Regions from separate parts of the Macaca mulatta genome. Here region 2 is linked to region 1. Evidence: chromatin contacts called from public Hi-C data. All regions are on one chromosome and are shown on one strand. Each heading gives the region's core, a stretch centred on a gene start, on an enhancer-like site or on the middle of the called end of the contact. The rest is flanking DNA. Distances are from core to core; before and after follow the strand shown. Region 1 holds the start of SLC35E1 (solute carrier family 35 member E1). Region 2 holds the start of SIN3B (SIN3 transcription regulator family member B).

Evidence for each region. Hi-C and Micro-C count contacts between places; a contact is called where the count stands out from the background.
Region 2: a Hi-C map of fetal cortical plate shows a contact between it and region 1, with 2.1 times the contacts expected there. The contact joins the promoter of SIN3B here to the promoter of SLC35E1 in region 1. A contact is called at or near these places in 2 of 14 Hi-C or Micro-C datasets (fetal cortex germinal zone and fetal cortical plate).

What each region holds. Positions count from the first base shown.
Region 1 is chr19:17,066,500-17,070,719 of T2T-MMU8v2.0, reverse strand. SLC35E1 (solute carrier family 35 member E1) reads left to right here and starts at 1,730. Exons shown (of 6, transcript NM_001266345.1): 1 at 1,730-2,167; 2 at 2,531-2,601. The coding sequence starts at 1,747. LOC144336827 (a long non-coding RNA gene) reads right to left here and starts at 1,459. Exons shown (of 2, transcript XR_013409180.1): 1 at 739-1,459; 2 at 1-159.
Region 2 is chr19:17,319,277-17,323,507 of T2T-MMU8v2.0, reverse strand. SIN3B (SIN3 transcription regulator family member B) reads right to left here and starts at 2,595. Exons shown (of 19, transcript XR_013409197.1): 1 at 2,475-2,595; 2 at 2,102-2,208; 3 at 352-505.

The DNA.
Region 1 (4,220 bases), core at 481-2,980:
TGCAGGGACTACCATGCCTGTGTCCATGTATCCAGGAGGACCTAGGGCACTAATGTTACCTGCCTTTGAGAATGCAAGGATAAGCAAAGATACCTTCCAACATTTGGGGGGCCAAGTTGGGTTGCTGCTTTCTACTCTTCTTTGGGACTGGGTCTTGCTCTGTCACCCAGGCTGGAGTGCAGTGGCGCCATCATAGCTCACTGCAGCCTTGACCTGGGCTCAAGCCGATCCTCCTACCTCAGCCTCCCTAGTAGTGGGGACCACAGGCGTGCGCCACCACACCTGGCTAATTTTTGTATTTTTTGCAAAGACGAGGTTTTGCCATGTTGCCCAGGCTGATTTCCAACTCCGGAGCTCAAACAATCCGCCCGCCTTGGCCTCCCAAAGTCCTGGGATTACAAGCTTGAGTCACCGCACCCAGCCGGTTGCTGCTTCTAATTTAACAAGTAGAAACACTGTAACGGGGGCCGGGCGCGGTGGCTCAAGCCTGTAATCCCAGCACTTTGGGAGGCCGAGACGGGCGGATCACGAGGTCAGGAGATCGAGACCATCGGCTAAACCGGTGAAACCCCGTCTCTACGAAAAAAATACAAAAAACTAGCCGGGCGAGGTGGCGGACGCCTGTAGTCCCAGCTACTCGGGAGGCTGAGGCAGGAGAAGGGCGTAAACCCGGGAGGCGGAGCTTGCAGTGAGCTGAGATCTGGCCACTGCACTCCAGCCTGGGCGACAGAGCGAGACTCCGTCTCAAAAAAAAAGAAAAGAAACACTGTAACGGAATTTTAACACCCTTTCCTCGAAAAAATTGGAGGTACACGATTTGAGGAACAGATTATAGTCCTTGAATTAGTATAAGATCATCTTACTGAAAACTTCGTCTTGTTTTCCTTCACTGGGGCCTGGGGCTGGTTCATCCCGGCTGGTGCTTGGACATCAGCCGTCAGGGCCCGGTACCTCCCCCTTCTGCCGAGCCTTGGAGACAGGTGTCTAAGGACGCTGCCACGGCCACGGTCCCCAGAGTGGCCAGGAAGCCTAAGACAAGTCGCTTCCCCATTCTGGACTTCGGTCTGTGAAATGGGAATGGTGATACCTACCGCACGACGTTCCTAGGATTCAGTGCGATGATACGAGGGCCAGGCCCGAGAACTGCGCACGTCGCGGCGGTTTCCAGAACATGATTCCAGGGACCGAGTGCTCCGGGATAGTCCCACTGCCAGAGTTTGGCCACGCGCGTGCGCCCCAGTTTGCGGAGGAAGTTTAGCTCAAGAGCTTTTCACAACTGGTTTCTTTCCCCAAAAGGTCTTTTACCTTCGGTGTCAGCCGCCGCCAGCCAACAGGAATCTAGTTAGGGGGTGCCCATGTACCCCTGGTAGAGGCCCTGATATTTAGCCCACGCACAGACGCCGACGCTGCAAAGCCCTCCACGCTCCTGCTCGCCTGTTCCGCTCGAGTTCTGGCTCCCGGTCACTGGGACCGCCCACGTCTCAGGTGGTACAGCTTGGATGCAGGTCTCCGTCCCCTTCTTCCGCTTCCGGCCTCGGCTCCGCCCTCGCCGGAAGCGCATCTACAGCGGACTGGGCCTGCACTCGAGACGTGGTGGCTGGCGCGTCGGCCGGCGCGGTGGGATGACGCACAGAGGCAACGACCAATGGGAAACGGCTTAGGCCGGAGGGCCCGCCCCCGCCCAGCCCCGCCCCCGCCCGGCGTCGGGCCGTCGGACGGGCGGGAAGGGGCGGCCGCTGGGGCAGGATGGCGGCGGCTGCGGTGGGCGCGGGCCCTGGTGCTGGGGGCCCGGGCGCAGCAAGCAGCAGTAGCGGGGCGCGCGAGGGCGCGCGGGTGGCGGCGCTGTGCCTGTTGTGGTACGCGCTGAGCGCGGGCGGCAACGTGGTCAACAAAGTGATCCTGAGCGCCTTCCCGTTCCCGGTGACCGTGTCGCTGTGCCACATCCTAGCTCTGTGCGCTGGGCTCCCGCCACTGCTGCGCGCCTGGCGCGTGCCCCCCGCGCCGCCCGTCTCGGGCCCCGGACCCAGTCCGCATCCGTCGTCCGGCCCGCTGCTGCCGCCGCGCTTCTACCCGCGCTACGTGCTGCCGCTCGCCTTTGGCAAGTACTTCGCGTCCGTGTCAGCGCACGTCAGCATCTGGAAGGTGCCGGTGTCTTATGCACACACCGGTAGGTTCCGCGCCCGGCCTAGGGGGCGGCGGCCGGGGCGCGCAGCTTGGGTCTTGGGCGCATGGAAAGGAGTGCGCCGCCCGGGGCGCGTCCCGCCGGACTGAGAAGTCAGCAGAGGGGCTACCAAGGCTTTTGGTAGGGGAGGGACACGCACAGGATTCTTAGGGAGAAAAGGGGCTGAGAAGAGAGCTGGGAGGTAAGCAAGACAGACCACAACTGCCGTGGTGGGAGGAAGCCCTACCGACAGAGAAGGGGTGAAGAGGTCTGAGGGGCTGCCAAGCCCTCCCATCCAGCCGTGGAGGTGGAACAGGTTGGGCCCTGGAACACAGGCAGCCCCCTGAGTGCCCTTCCCTCTCTTTGCAGTCAAGGCCACCATGCCCATCTGGGTGGTCCTCCTGTCCCGGATCATTATGAAGGAGAAGCAGAGCACCAAGGTAACCCCGGGCAGGGACTCTGGGCAGGTGGGACCTCCAGGGGGTTCCTCCCTGTTGCCAACTGGTGACGTGGTCAGGATCCTGGTCTGCAGGCTGCCTGGCTTCCTGTCAAATAGGGAAGTCAGTGTAGAGGCCTCCAGTGGCCTTTTACTACTCAAGTTCTAGAATCACGCTGTGAGCAATGGTGTGTGGAGTATGTGTACCTCTGTGATCTCTGCTGTGTGGTCTTAGGAACACTGTTGTCCCTTTCAGATACAATTTTCCTCCCATACCCTACCTGGGTTTGCTGGTAGGTAATGGGTTGGTCACATTTTGGCCGTACACCCCATGTGTGGCCTTTCCAGTGGGACTAGGGACGGATCAGAACGCTGTGGGATAGGTTTACACTTTTTTTGAAACGGAGTTTTACTCTGTTGCCCATCCTGGAGTGTAGTGACACAATCTCAGCTCACTGCAACCTCTGCCTCCTAGGTTCAAGCAATTATCCTGCCTCAGCCACCCGAGTAGCTGGGACTACAGACATGCAACACCACACCTGGCTAATTTTTTTTTTTTTGTATTTTTAATAGAGACAGGGTTTCACTATGTTGCCAGGCTGGTCTCAAACTCCTGACCTCAAGTGATCAGTCTGCCTCAGCCTCCCAAAGTGCTGGGATTACAGGCGTGAGCCACTGCACTTGGCTAGATTTTCACTTCTTTACAAGAGAGAGCTGTCAGGGGACCTCTGGGATCCGAAGCCAGATACGATCAAAGGAGTTTGATCTTGGCAAAATCCAGCAAAGTCTTAGAAATTAAAACAGCCAGAAGTTGTGATGGTCTGGGAACAGAAGCGAAAGCAGCACACAGGACTCAGGGCTGCATAAGGAGGATGCTTTGGGCGCAGTCCAAATTCGGTTCAAGATGCCAAACCAGGGTATTTCCTGGCTTGGGGCAAGAATAGCCATGGCTTTAGCCAGAGACAGCTTTGTCCGGTATCCTTAAGTGGAAGTTGGGTGCCTGTCGTCCCAGCTGGAATCCATTTCATGCTGGACACCGTGCCTCTTTTCCAAGTGGTTGGTTTTTGGCATCTTGTGTTTTATGTAACTCAGAAAGGCAGTGCCCTGGATCGGCTTATAGAAATTGGGCCACCTATGGCTGATTTTTTTTTTTTTTTTTAATTCCCGCCTGTCTTTGTCCCAGCAAGACCTGTGTGTGCTCTGCAGTCTCGCTCCCCCAGGGTGATGTCAGACTGTGACTTGGCTCCTGGGAAGTCAAAGTTTTCCCAGAGGTGTGTAGCTGCATCACCGGATATCATCGTGTTTATCAGGTTTCCCCGTTGTACGGGACATTGTACCCAGCTTGGGCAAGGAGCCAGAAACTTCACACAGTGAGGAAAGACTGGGAATTGACCCGGTTAGACAGCCAGACTAATTATAATGACATCATAACTTTTGGAACCTGCCCTGCAAGGCAGATAAGGCTGGTAGTCATCATTCCTGATCTCAGGTTTTCCTGAGATGGACTGAGAGGGGAGAATCATGTGCCTGAGGGCCACAGCCCAGTATTGGGGAAGCTGGAATTCAGGTCCACAGCCCCCACTCTGCCCTCCTTGTGGCATGACCACTCCGTCCTAAGATCTC
Region 2 (4,231 bases), core at 1,346-3,845, 250 kb before region 1:
CGAGGACATACCCAAATACAAGGGCAAGCCTGCCTGGTATGCTCGCTGGGAAAGCCTCAAGCCAAGACCTCAGCAACTGCTGGGGTGGTTATTCTGTGTTAGGAGGATACCTCCCTGACATCTCCTCTTGATTTAAATCTTCCAAACAGATCAATTTGGGAGGCAGAGGCTGCTTGTGTAGGTGTTTCCATATCTATTTTGATTTGTGCTAGAAGCAATGAGCATGTCTAGAAAAAGAACAGAGCTTAAGTGGCTTTCTAGCAATGATACAAGAGAGACACGTGGCCCAACCTGAGTAGCAAGATACACGCAGTGAAGGCTGAGATCACCCGAACCACTGTAGCAGCATACCTGGCTCGTCAGAGGCGACTGTATGTTTAACTTGCCATTCTTGGGAATGTCTATTCTGTATCCAAGGGGAAGAAAAGCGTTGAATCCAACAATGAGGTCAGGGTGCTCGTGGAAGAGCTGTGAGACACGTCTGATGACTCCAGGAGTATCGATGCTAGAAGAAACAACGGAAGTGGGCAAAAGGGTCTTAGGAAGTAAATGAAAAATGTAATCTATTCCCCACTCCCTTGATACTGCCACATAAAAACCTTCTCAACAGACAACAAAGGAACCTAAAATGTGACCCACCAGGCACAGTGGCTCCTGCCTGTAATCCCAGCACTTTGGGAGGCCAAGGCAGGCAGATCACCTGAGGTCAGGAGTTCGAGACCAGCCTGGCCAACACGGTGAAACACTGTCTCTACTAAAAATACAAAAATTAGCTTGGCGTGGTGGTGCGCGCCTGCAGTCCCAGCTACTCAGGAGGCAGAGGCACAAGAATCACTTGCACCCGGGAGGCAGAGGGTTGCAGTGAGCCAAGATCACACCACTGCACTCCAGCCTGGGAGACAGAGCGAGAATCCGTCTCCAAAAAAAAAAAAAAGTGCCCCATGTGATAGCATCTGTACACTATGATCTATCTCCTGACTGGCTAGGCCTGAGCTCCTTGTTTCCTCCTGGTGGGAATGAGAGAATACTGACATTGCTCAGCTCCCCCAAAACACTCCAAGAATGAGCACTCTCGGTTCTGAAGATGTCAGGAGAGCCAACCGCAAGGCCTGGACTCCAAGAAGTGGCAGGAGGCCAAAGTCATCCAAGCAATGTGAAAAATTCCCTCATTTCATATCAGATAGAGATGACTATGACACAGGTTTCCATCTGAGCAAACAATTGCAATGCATAAATACCAATGGTACCGCCAAGTATGGGAAACGTGTAATAGGAGGGGAGAGATGGAGTCTCCCTTCAGGTTGCATCGCAGCCCAGCCCTTAGCACTGGGCTCCTGGAAGGAAACCAGGCCAACCCCACCATGTTTCCTAAGAGGGGGCAGCAGTAAGGTAAGGATATGACCTCCATGAGTCTGACTCAGAGGGTCTGAGTTCTAGTGTCACCTCTGCCACTTAGGTGGGTCCCTTACCCACTCCAAGTCTCAGTGAGCCTCCTATAAAAACAAGGGCATGATCCCAGCGTTTCCCATCTATCTGTAATCCTCCTTGATTCTGGGCCTGCAAAATCAGCTCATGTGTTTTAAACGTTTTCTGTGTGCCAGCTCCCTTACTAAGCATTTTATGCGTCTTACTTCCAAGCAGGCCTGGGACCACAGTGAGCCCAGAGAAGCACCTTGAGGACAAGATTAAAGGGGAAGAGGGTGCCAATAATTTCAATCATCAAGACAAATAACATTTTACAGAGTTTGAAAATAAAAAATCAAAATGGGTCCCACGAAGTCTTTCATGAACAAAACTAATTTTAAAATCAACATATTAAATCGAGGCAGGATTTGACTCTATTTGAGTGTGCACGGCCTTGCCCTCCCTGCCTCCCCCCAGATCCCTGTCCCGCTTCCAGGAATCCCCACAAAGCTCCACAAGGTGGGTACTATCCATTTTCATTTTTGTTACGGGAAGGAGCTAAGACTCTGAGAGATTCGACAACCTGCGCAAGGTCACCCGGCCCAGGGGGGCAGCCTGGGGAGGGGAGGTCTCACCCCGCTAGGCCTGATTCCGGCCCAGGGGGGCCCCCCGAGGTGGAAAAGGGCCCCGCGGGTACCTCTGGCTTTTGAACTCCTTCATGATCTCCAGGAAGCCGTTGTAGGTGGCGGGGTCGCTGCCAAAGCGGATCTTCACCTGGTCCAGATAGGTGAGGGCGTCTTCTACCTGCAGAGAGGGGGAGGGTCCCGGTGGGCCCGGGTCGCGGGAGGAGGGGACGAGGGGACGGGGTCCCTGAGGGGAAGAGGATGGGCTGCGCCTTCGGAGGGCGGAGGTGAGCGGTGAGGGGTGAAGGGTCCGGGGCCGTGCAGAGGGGAGGCCGAGGCTGGGCCGGGGCCGGGCGGGGCCGGGGTCGGGCGGGGCCTGGGTGAGGGGCGCCCGCCCGCGGGGTCCAGAGGATGGGGTCCCCGAGTGAGGGCGGGGACGCCACTCACGTGCACTGGCAGCTTCTCGTGGCCCGCGGAGCCCGAGCGACCCCAGCGGGCGCCGCTCAGCCCCCGGCCCGCGGGGCCGCCGCCACCGCTGCCGCCGCCAGCGTGCGCCATGTCCGAAGTCGGAGCTGCGCCCCGCCCCGCCCCCGCCCGAGGGCCTGCCGCGCATGCGCAGCCTCCGCCTTTGGAGGCGGGGTTTGATGATGTTAGAGGGGCGGTGCTCTTTGAGGGACTAGTCGTGAAGATCTTCTCCTTATGCTTGGTATCATAATTAATGATTTATATAGCAGGGGTAGGCGAACCAAGACCCACCGGCTGCTTTGTCCGGCCCTGCAAGCTCAGAATTATTTTTACATGTTTACATAGCTGGGAGAAAAATCCAAAGGAGAAGAATAGTCTATGAACTGTGAAAAGTTTCTGAAATTCACATTTCAGTGTCCCTGAATAAAGTTTTATTGGCACACAGACACGCCCACGCGTTTACCTAGCATCTCTGCCTGCTTTTGCCTTGCAACAGAGTAGGTAGTTGCTAAAGATGCTACAGATCTGCAGAACCTGAAGTATTTACGATCTTGCCTTTTATGGAAAAAGTTTGTTGGCCCCTGCTTTATAGAGTTGATAGGACAATGAAGTATGAACACCCAGCGCCCTAATACAGGGCCTTGCGTGGTGAATTTTTGCTAAATGGCCTTTGAGTTACTCCTACTCCTCCCACCTTCACTTCCCTATCCTTGGCCTCATCACTTCCCATCTGGACCAGTTTAGGAGCCTCCTACCCCTGGTACTTTCTCAGCCCTGGTACTATCAAGAACTCTAGGCTGGGGTAGTGGCTCACGCCTGTAATCCCAGCACTTTGGGAGACAGAAGCGGGAGAATTGCTTGAGGTCAGGGGTTCAAGACCAACCTGGCAGCATAGCAAGACCTACGTCTCTACTAAAAAAAATTAAAATGAGGCTGGGCGCGGTGGCTCACGCCTGTAATCCCAGCACTTTGGGAGGCCAAAGCAGACGGATCACAAGGTCAGGAGTTCGAGACTAGCCTGGCCAATATGGTGAAACCCTATCTCTACTAAAACTACAAAAGTATTAGCCAGGCGTGGTGGCAGGCACCTGTAGTCCCACCTACTTGGGAGGCTGAGGCAGGAGAATCGCTTGAACCCAGAAGGTGGAGGTTGTCGTGAGCCAAGATCGTGCCGTTGCACTATAGCCTGGGCAACAGAGCAAGACTCTGTCTCAAAAAAATAAAAAAAAAAGAAAATGAAAAAATTGGCTGAGCGCTGTGGCTCACGCCTGTAATCCCAGCACTTTGGGATGCCAAGGCGGGTGGACCACCTGAGGTCGGGAGTTGGAGACTAGCCTGACCAACACAGAGAAATCCCATCTCTACTAAAAATACAAAATTAGCCAGGCTTGGTAGCACATGCCTGTAATCCCAGCTACTCGGGAGGCTGAGGCAGGAGAATTGCTTGAACCCAGGAGGTGGAGGTTACAGTGAGCCAAGATCGTGCCATCGCACTCCAGCCTGGGCAACAAGAGCAAAACTCTGTCTCTAAATAAATAAATAAATAAATAAAATGAAAAATGAAAAAATTAGCTGAGCGTGGTGGTGCACACGTGTAGCCCCAGCTACTCGGGAGGCTGAGGCAGGAGGATTGCTTATGCCCAAGAGTTCAAGGCTGCAGTGAGCCATGATCTTGCCACTGCACTCCAGCCTGGGAAGCATAACAGTGCCTTTTTTTTTTTTTTTTTTTTTTTAGCATC